2 separate regions of the Mus musculus genome follow, and region 2 is linked to region 1. Evidence: chromatin contacts called from public Hi-C data. All regions are on one chromosome and are shown on one strand. Each heading gives the region's core, a stretch centred on a gene start, on an enhancer-like site or on the middle of the called end of the contact. The rest is flanking DNA. Distances are from core to core; before and after follow the strand shown. Region 1 has its middle 24 kb from the start of Foxo3. Region 2 has its middle 43 kb from the start of Ostm1.

The links. Hi-C and Micro-C count contacts between places; a contact is called where the count stands out from the background.
Region 2: a Hi-C map of regulatory T cells shows a contact between it and region 1, with 6 times the contacts expected there. The contact joins two enhancer-like sites. A contact is called at or near these places in 11 of 39 promoter capture datasets (the 3T3-L1 cell line, the C10 cell line, the HPC-7 cell line and 6 more), 10 of 15 datasets of contacts at CTCF or cohesin (CD8 T cells, the G1E-ER4 cell line, the NIH/3T3 cell line and 5 more), 218 of 484 Hi-C or Micro-C datasets (the 3T3-L1 cell line, 3T3-L1-derived adipocytes, the 4T1 cell line and 115 more), 39 of 115 datasets of contacts at active chromatin or transcription factors (the 230-238 cell line, Th17 cells, astrocytes and 23 more) and 4 of 9 other capture datasets (adipose tissue, embryonic tail, liver and 1 more).

What each region holds. Positions count from the first base shown.
Region 1 is chr10:42,298,620-42,302,790 of GRCm38.p6, reverse strand. No RefSeq gene overlaps it. Among named protein-coding and RNA genes, the nearest start is that of Foxo3, 24 kb to the right of the region's middle. Within about 2 kb of position 2,635, at least 17 of the 459 cell types and tissues checked have an H3K27ac peak or open chromatin away from gene starts, as enhancers often do. A contact at or near this core is called in regulatory T cells, where this site is marked.
Region 2 is chr10:42,634,193-42,638,390 of GRCm38.p6, reverse strand. No RefSeq gene overlaps it. Among named protein-coding and RNA genes, the nearest start is that of Ostm1, 43 kb to the left of the region's middle. Within about 2 kb of position 1,445, at least 9 of the 459 cell types and tissues checked have an H3K27ac peak or open chromatin away from gene starts, as enhancers often do. A contact at or near this core is called in regulatory T cells, where this site is marked.

The sequences.
Region 1 (4,171 bases), core at 1,386-3,885:
AACTGTGTGCAATGATACATTCTTATAATCCTAGCACACAGGAAGTGGAGGAGGAGAATCACAAGTTGGAAACTAGTCTGAGCTATGTAGACTGTGTTACAAAACAAAACAAAAAAACAAAAACAAAAAACAGTTATATATCATAGCCAGGAAAAAATTGTCAGGGTGTAAAACTAATCCAGGATTTGAAAAAAAACAATTGCTTCAAACCACAATTAGGCTAAATTAGTTTTGCATAATCCAATAAATGTATGCATAATAAGTGTAGTAAAAAATATTAAAGACCCCAGTGTGGGGTTTCTACCCGGCCTTAGTTTTCCACACAGCCTTTATATTTCCAGTCTGCCTTAAGCAGCACAGTAGCTGGGCAGCTGCCTGCCCTCCATGCTGTGAGAATCCACCTTCCTAAGGATGGCCCAAATTATTACTTATTGTTTTATCTGGGCTGCTCTTAGCGCCAATTGAGCAGCCCTCAGGGCCACCCTCTCTTCTCTTGTAACCCATGGCCGCTGTCCTCTCTCTCCCCTGCATATTCTTCCTTTATTCCTCCTCCTCTTCCTTCCTCAGTCTTCAGGTTCCTCTCTCACCCCTGGTCCTCCCTCTTCTCTAGGGCACCAGTCTTGGGGGCCTCAGTTTAGCACTAGAATACAAGCAGCATTAAGCCAACCCACTACAACAAGTATTTGACAAGATTCAATATGTGTTCACGATAAGAATCTTCTGTGGTGGGGCTGGAGCAGTGGCTCAGGAGTCAGGAGAAAGGCTGCTCTTCCAGAAGTCCTGAGTTCAATGCCCAGCAACCACATGGTGGCTCACAACCATCTGTAATGGGATCTGATGCCCTCTTCGATGTGTCTGAATATCTGAATAAATCTTTTTTTTTTTTAAGAATATTCTGTGGGGCTGGGAGTATAACTTAGTGGTAGAAAACGTATTTGGCCCAATCTCCAGCAACACACACACACATACATACCACCTCTCTGTCTTTCTCTGTCTCTTACACACACACACACACACACACACACACACACACACTCCTCTCTCTGTCTCTCCCATATACAAACATATATTCTCTCTCTCTCTCACACACACACACACACACACACACACACACACACACTATACACACAAAATAAAAAAGATCAGAACCTTTTAAAAAGAAAACAATTAGAAGAAGGAGCAAACCTGTGGCTATCTTCCTCACAAGGATGGGGGTGGGGGTAGGGGTTGGAGGGGGTGGCAGAAGTGGGAATGGGGGCTGGGGATGGTAGCTCATGCTGTCAGTCTAAGATCGGGAAGGGAAAGGACTCCAGACTTTTATCTAGCATCCCGAGTTCTGCTGGCAGAGTGGGCAATGAAAGGAAATAGAGGGGAAACATACCAGAAAGGAAGAACTTAGGAGCTTGTTTTCAACTACTATGACTGCCCAAGGATAAAATTCCAGAGTGCCTGTGAAGAAAAAGTCTATAAAGAAAAAGCAAAGTCAGAGCATACAAAATAAACCTTAAAGCCAATTATGTCTCCTTACATTCATAATGAATGCATAGACCCTCAAATTAGAGTCTATACAGTTGAGGCAAGAACGAGACAGGGAGTTTGATGCCCTCTCCAGACTGTTCCTGGTGTGCATCCAGCCTCTGTAGTACAACCATGGCCCGGGAGAGGTCCCAGAGGAGAGTGCAGACCAAGGAAGAGGAAGATCACCCGGGAACAGCAGGGCAGGAAGGGCGGGTGGTGCAGGTTAGGATCCGGAGGCACACCCTCTGAGAAAGCTGAAGAAGGCCAACTGTGACAGGCTTGTCAAGGAGGCTGGCTTGAGTCAAGGAGACAGGCTCTAGCCCCACTAGAGACCAAGATCAAGGGCACCATCTAGCTCCTGCCCCAGACAGGAGGAACAGCTTCCCCAGGGATGGCCCACATCCAGTCATTGCCCTGACCATTGCAAGTGAACACTGACATGGTCAGCCACACCATTCACAGAACACTAGAGGAGCATTGCTTAAGCCAGTCTCCTTTTGAGACGTACTCGGAGGGTGACACCAAACCCACCGCAGGTATAAGAGTGAAGCAGACCGTGGCCAACCAGCTCGTTTGGTTCAAGAGCAATGAATTGTGAGAGATGAGGGTTTGTTTTTACTCCTAGTCCCCCCAAAATACCCCCGGGCCCCAACTGGTGTCACTTGTAGAGAGTTGTGATCATGTCACTCGGTGGACATGGAGGGGGGGCGGGGACAGGACACAATTTCACTTACTATTTATTAAGGCATAAGGGCTAAAATGTGGAAAACTACAAACTGAAGCTTTGCCAAGCACGCGCTAAAGGGGAAGGGGAAACACCCAGGCTTCTAACAAAGGTAACAGAAGCGACGAGCCCTTCAGTACTGTGCTCCAACTGCACCTTCAAAGGCCCCAGGCCACCACTCACTGCCCAGTCAAAGGTTCATGGGCACAGCTAGGCAGGGGACTGAATGTGGAAGGCAATCACCATGTTTTCATTTAGAGCTAGCAAGTTGCTCGCTTCTGTTGAATAATTATGGTCTCTGGGTAAAAGAACAAGGTTAAGTAGCGAGGTCATCGTGTAACAGACCTGCCTCACCCTGCAGCTGCACAGGAAATGCACGGGAGGGGACCGTATTCTTCACATGGACGGCCGTGTGGTGACTCCAATTCTGCATCTGGGATCTATTCCAGTTGACACCCATTGGTCCTACCTGTTAGACATTGGATATGTGGGCTGGGCTGGGGTAGGGATGGTGATGTTGGCTCTGTTGTGGTTTTTCATCTGCTTATACATTACTTCTGATCATTTCCTCCCATAAGCATTGTTTAATATATTGTTTAGAAAGAGTATAGTTCACAGTTTCAAAAGAAAAAAAAAGGAGAAGGAAGAGGAGGGAGGGGAGGAGGAAGAGGAGGAGAAAGAGAGAGGAAGAAGAGGAAGAAGAGGAAGAGGGAGAGGAGGAGGGGAAGGGGGGAGGAGGAGGGGGAGGAGGAGGAGGAGGAGGAGGAGGAGGAGGGGGAGGAGGAGGAGGAGGGAAGACCTTTGTCTGAACCTCACAGCATGCACACGATTTAAATGCTGACCACTACAAAATACTGATGGTCAAAGGCAAGAGAGCTGAGTCACCGGGAAGACGTAGCTTGTTCATGGAATAGATGACTCAGCAAAGCAGGCATGACAATTTTCCCAAATAGATACATGAGCTCAATGGGTGCCCTGTCAAGCTGCAAGCAGGACCTGGCACGCTTATAAGATGTGTACGGGAAGACAAGTGAAAATAAGAAAAGCCAGAGCAACTTTGAAAAACATCAATGAAGGCGAAAGACTCATTCTAGCCAACCATAAGACTCAGAGCCACCATGATGAGAACAATGTGGAACTGGTGGGAAGTGGATCAGAGACTCATGAATGAAGAAGAGAGAGACAGAGACAGAGACAGAGGCAGAGACAGAGAGACAGAGAAAGAGAGGCAGAGAGAGAGAGAGAGAGAGCTTCACACTCATGGTTTTGAGAATGGTGTAGTGGCAGTGTAAGGGTCCTCACTAGTTGTTGGAGCAAGGGTGTGTTGAAGGGGTCAACGGGCAAATCCCCACCCTTTAAACACACTGTATTATTACAAAATTTAACTTAAAACCAACCATGACACACATATACAATGTAAAACTATAAAACATTTGGAAAAATTTACAAGAATGTCTCCAGAATCTAGGCCTTGGCAAAAATCTTCTGACTTGGCACCTAAGGTAAAAACACATACAAAGAAAACAGTGGTAAGCGAAGCTTCATCCAGAGGGAAATGTTTGTCTTTGGGCTGAAGGTTGGAGGAGAATCCCTGCACAACGTACACACAACACTCCTACAGAGCCACAAAGACATCTCAAAACCCAGCAGAAAAACCAGTCCTCTGGGGCTAGTAGCACTTGCCTGTGATCCTAGCACTAAGGGGGCTGAGGCTGATGTAGTGCTGTGAATTGGAGGCCAGCCTGAGTTATACTGCAAGACCCTGCCTCATAAAGAAAACAGAAGAGGGGCTGGAGAGATCCACTCAACAGTTAAGAGTGCTCACTGACTGCTCTTCTATGGGGCCCAGGATCTATGGCCTCTCACAACCATCTGTAAATTCTAGTTTCAAGGAATCTGTTGCCCTCTTCTGGTGTCTATGAGCACTAC
Region 2 (4,198 bases), core at 196-2,695, 340 kb before region 1:
CAGCACTCTGGAGGAAGAGGCAGGGTGAACTCTATGGGTTCAAAACCAGCCTGGTCTACATAGTGTGTTACAGGTCAACCAGGTCTACATAGTCAGATCTCAAAACAAAAATAAATAAAATAAAATAGAGCAAGGAAATAAATGTCACCCCTTGCCCTTCCTTGATTAGCCTGAAGTGCCTTCTCTGGGTCAACAGTGACAAGGTAATCAGTGAGGAGCTAGCTTTATCTCCTGGTTAATTGTTCGGCCCTGGGCATGAACAGAGGCACGAAGGGCTCCTCTCCTCCACGTCTTCCTCATGCTTATACTCAGACTCAGACCCGTACCCTGATCCTCCTTAAGCAAATCAATACCAGAGGAGCGAGGCTTCCATTCAAAGCGGCAATCTCCTTAGTAAATTGAGGTTTTGCCTTAGTCTATCCCCTGGGCTGGATTTGTATCTCATTTGGTAGAATGTTTGCCTGGCACGCACAAAAGCCATCCTCGGCAACAGCGTGAGTCTGCCGATAGCCTCATGCATGAGACCCATTTCAAAGGTGGGAAGGGGTGCCATCACCTACTGAAGACAGAGATATCAAAATGATAGAGGGAGAGGCCTGTTTAGAAGAAAACCAAGGAAGATTCTGGACTTTGGATGCTCTCTGGAGCAGTCAAGCAAAAGGTGGGGTCAACCAACAAAAACCTTCATCAGTTTTCTGTAACTACTGAGCTGTTGAGGGATAAGACAGCCTGACCCCACATTAGCCAGACCGCAGGGCTGAGGGAGGACCCCGGGGCCTAAGAGGACTGTGCCTGGTCAGCATTTGCCCCTGCGCTCTCCACCTGAAAGCCACCTCCGGGATGCCACCTCCATTTCACTGTCTCACATAGTACTTTTCCTTAAGTAGCCTCTCCTCTACCCACGATGGCGACGAAATTCTTGTCCTTAAATTCTTGAACTTCCATTTTCTTCCACCAGGGGTCGCGTTCTTTCTTTTTCAGAGGCGAATACAGATCCCACTTTGGAAGCGATCTTAGCCCACGATATCCCTTTCTGGAGGTGTCAGAGATGGTGTGAGAGTCCGAGTTTGGTGAGTGGAGAAGGAGGGTCGACAAAAGGGAAGTTGGCCCCGGCCTGTGTCACCGACAACGCCAGTTCCCTACACATATAAGATGTTTGGATTGGATCAAGTCGTTTGTATTGAATTAAGTCAACCTGGTTGGGCATATCAGGAAACCTTATTATCCAACGCAAAGCGAATACCTTGGACTGGGGACGAGGGCAGGGGGACAGGATTCTTATAGAAAGCCTAATAGTTCAGCCCACTTCAGTCTAGACTAGGGGAGGGGAGGAACTGGCCTTTCATGGGTCAAACCAAGGCCATTGGGTGAGAAAGTGGTGGTGTCTAGCGGAACCGGAACTCCTCGGGTTTAGACCATTTCCATCCGACGTGGCCTCGGGTCACCGCACCAACGGATGGCTGCCCTGGATGCGTGCAACTACATCCTGCTTCACTGAGGACCCAGGACCAGTAACCCCTCCTCAGAAGTCTTTCTTCTTCCTGTGTGTCTCTTCGCATTTGAATCCCTCTGGCCGCCAACCAAGAGAGGCGCCCAAATGTAAAAGTCAAGTCGAATTAAAAGCGTGTTCCGGTTTGTGCGTTCCCAACGCCCCCCACCCCTTTAAATTGTGTTTCAAAACAACACGGTGACTTTTGGACAAGCTTTTTCTGTTTCCCCCACACCACAATGGAAATGCGATGAATGCTACTGGTGAAATATTTGCTTGTGTCAAATTCAGTCCCGAAGTGCTGGCTTGGGCCAGCACTGGTGCTCTGCTTTGTGTTATGTTCACGGAGAAGATATTAATTAAAAGAAATACATGATTAAAAAGTAATGAGTTGAATAAAAATTATCTCAGCTCATTTTCTGATTATGTTAATTGTTAAAAACCCTTCAATCACGCCGTTGCAGTCAATGGGCTTTAATGTGAAATTAGTGGGCTCTTGATAACTTACAGTCCAGAATAATCCTGCCGGTTTAGTCATCATTCCTAATAACAAGGATGTTGCTAAGAACAGAAATTTTACATGATTTTTGAAACATTCAGCCCTTCCCCCATGTGTCATTTAAAAAAAAAAAAAAAAAGGCCTAGCTCGCTCGCGATTTCCAACTCTTCCCTTGGCGCCTCGACCACGGCCTTGGCGAGGATTGGAGTTTGCGTGGCTGTCCTCTCCGAGCGCCCAGTCTTCACCACGCGTCGGCAGGTTGCTGGCCGTGGGTTCCCGCGCAACTTCCCCGCCCCGCGGGGTCGCAGCGCCAGCGTGCTCCAGGAGATGTGCTGGGGGTGGCGGGGGTCGGGGGAGGGGGGGGGGACGCCCAGCGAGGAATCTGCAAACCCGAGGCGGAGTAGGTGGTAAGCTGAGGGCAAGAGTGGGGAGCTCGGGCCCGGCGGAGGAGCGTAGACAGCAGGGTGGGCCCCCTGGGCTACTGCTCGCCCCGCAGCAAGTCCCTCGGAGTCCAGGGCTGTGCGCACGCCTCTCCCCCCCCCCCCGCCCTCCATCCCCCACCCCGCTAGACCTTTTGGGTTCTGAGTGCTAGGGATCTCGAGACGCCATCGGAAGTCCAGACCGGTTCAGCCAAAGTGGAAAAAAAAGTCCCTGATCTCCGAAGAGTGGCCTATGGTCCCTAGTGCCTGGTGCAGAATAGCCTCTAAAAGAAAGCTAGTGAGAACCGCCCAGGACTGATGAGTTGAGACCGCCTGTGTTCTCCGCAACCTCTGGCCCTTCGCAAACGCCCCGAAACCAAATTCCCAGTGTATGTTTGCGCTCTGGGGGAACGGGGGTGGGGGTGGGGGTGGTGGAGGGTAGTATGCGGGTGGAGCGACATTCCCTATCCCCTTGGGCCCTCACAGGTCTTTCAGTGAGCAAAGAAGGAAGACTGTTTTAGCCAAAACCAGGTTGCTGGGGGAGGGGGGGGGGGAACACAGACCAAGCCGCTCAAATTGGGCCTGATGGAGTCCGGAATCTTGAGACTTGCTAACGCTAGTGAGTTGAGCTCCGAGACTCAACTCACTAGCACCTGGTACCAGACAACTAGAAACCCCAAAACATCGTCCAGTCACCTTCAGGTTCTAGCCAACAGCCCACCCACCAACTCGAGGAGAAAGTACCGTCTGCAGACTTAAAAGAGATTCCGCCCCCTCTCCTCCCAGAAGTGGTAGGATAGTCAAGTTGATCCGCCTGCTTGAAATTGTACATACACGCTCCCCGACACTGTGTACAGCTTTGAGTAGGGCTTCCACCAGCATACCACCTCCTCCCAGAATGAGACTGTATCTCAAAGCTTTCACCTCTAATACCATTTGGGACCGGGCGGGGGTGGGGATGGGGGGGAGGTTCGTGCTTTTAAATTTGTTTTTCTGTTTCTCTGAATACTTCAAAGGGGCAATTTTCTTTATAAAGCTTTAATAAAATATCTTTTTTATCCTTTCAAGCCCAAACAGCATGGACTCTTCCCTGGGGCTGGGGCGGAGGGTGGGGGGTGGGGTGTCAGGGACTGGCTGGGACTGGTCCCCAGACTCTTTCCCCTTGTCCTACTCTGTATTTGCATCCGCCTTTATCCTAAGGATCATTTTAATAAATAACAATGAACAGGAATGGCATCTAGAGGGCTTGTCGGCAACATTTAAAAGCCAATAGAGTTTATAATTCTACTCTATCATTTCTTATTGATTAGAGTAATCAAGATAAAAAGCTAGCCGGGCTGGGAGAAGTTCAGCAGCATATCATTAAAGATAAGAGTCAGTTAATTCTGGAGCTGGGGTAATGTGGCTGAAATGAGAAGCTCATTTGCATGAGATGCTGAGCCCAGTAACAAGGGGACAAAAATCACTAATTAGGACTGCAGAGTGTCGCCCTCTCCGCAAGCACCCTTTCCAGACCACGGACCAAGTGTAGGTTCGTTTGTGAGAGTCTGGGTAGGATTGAATGTCCTTTGTAGGTATCAGCCAGGCTCACTCCACCTTCCTCCTTACTCAGCACGGCAGGGATGGGGATCCTTGGGGGTTTATCTTCTACTCTCTGCATCTCAGACCTTCATTCCTGCGTCCACTGGAGGGCATCCTGTCCACCTCCCTTAAAGGGTCATTTGGCCAGTATTTGGTGCCTATGTGAGCTGGCCTACCACATAGGTCTTGGTGTGATCTCTGATCTGGTCT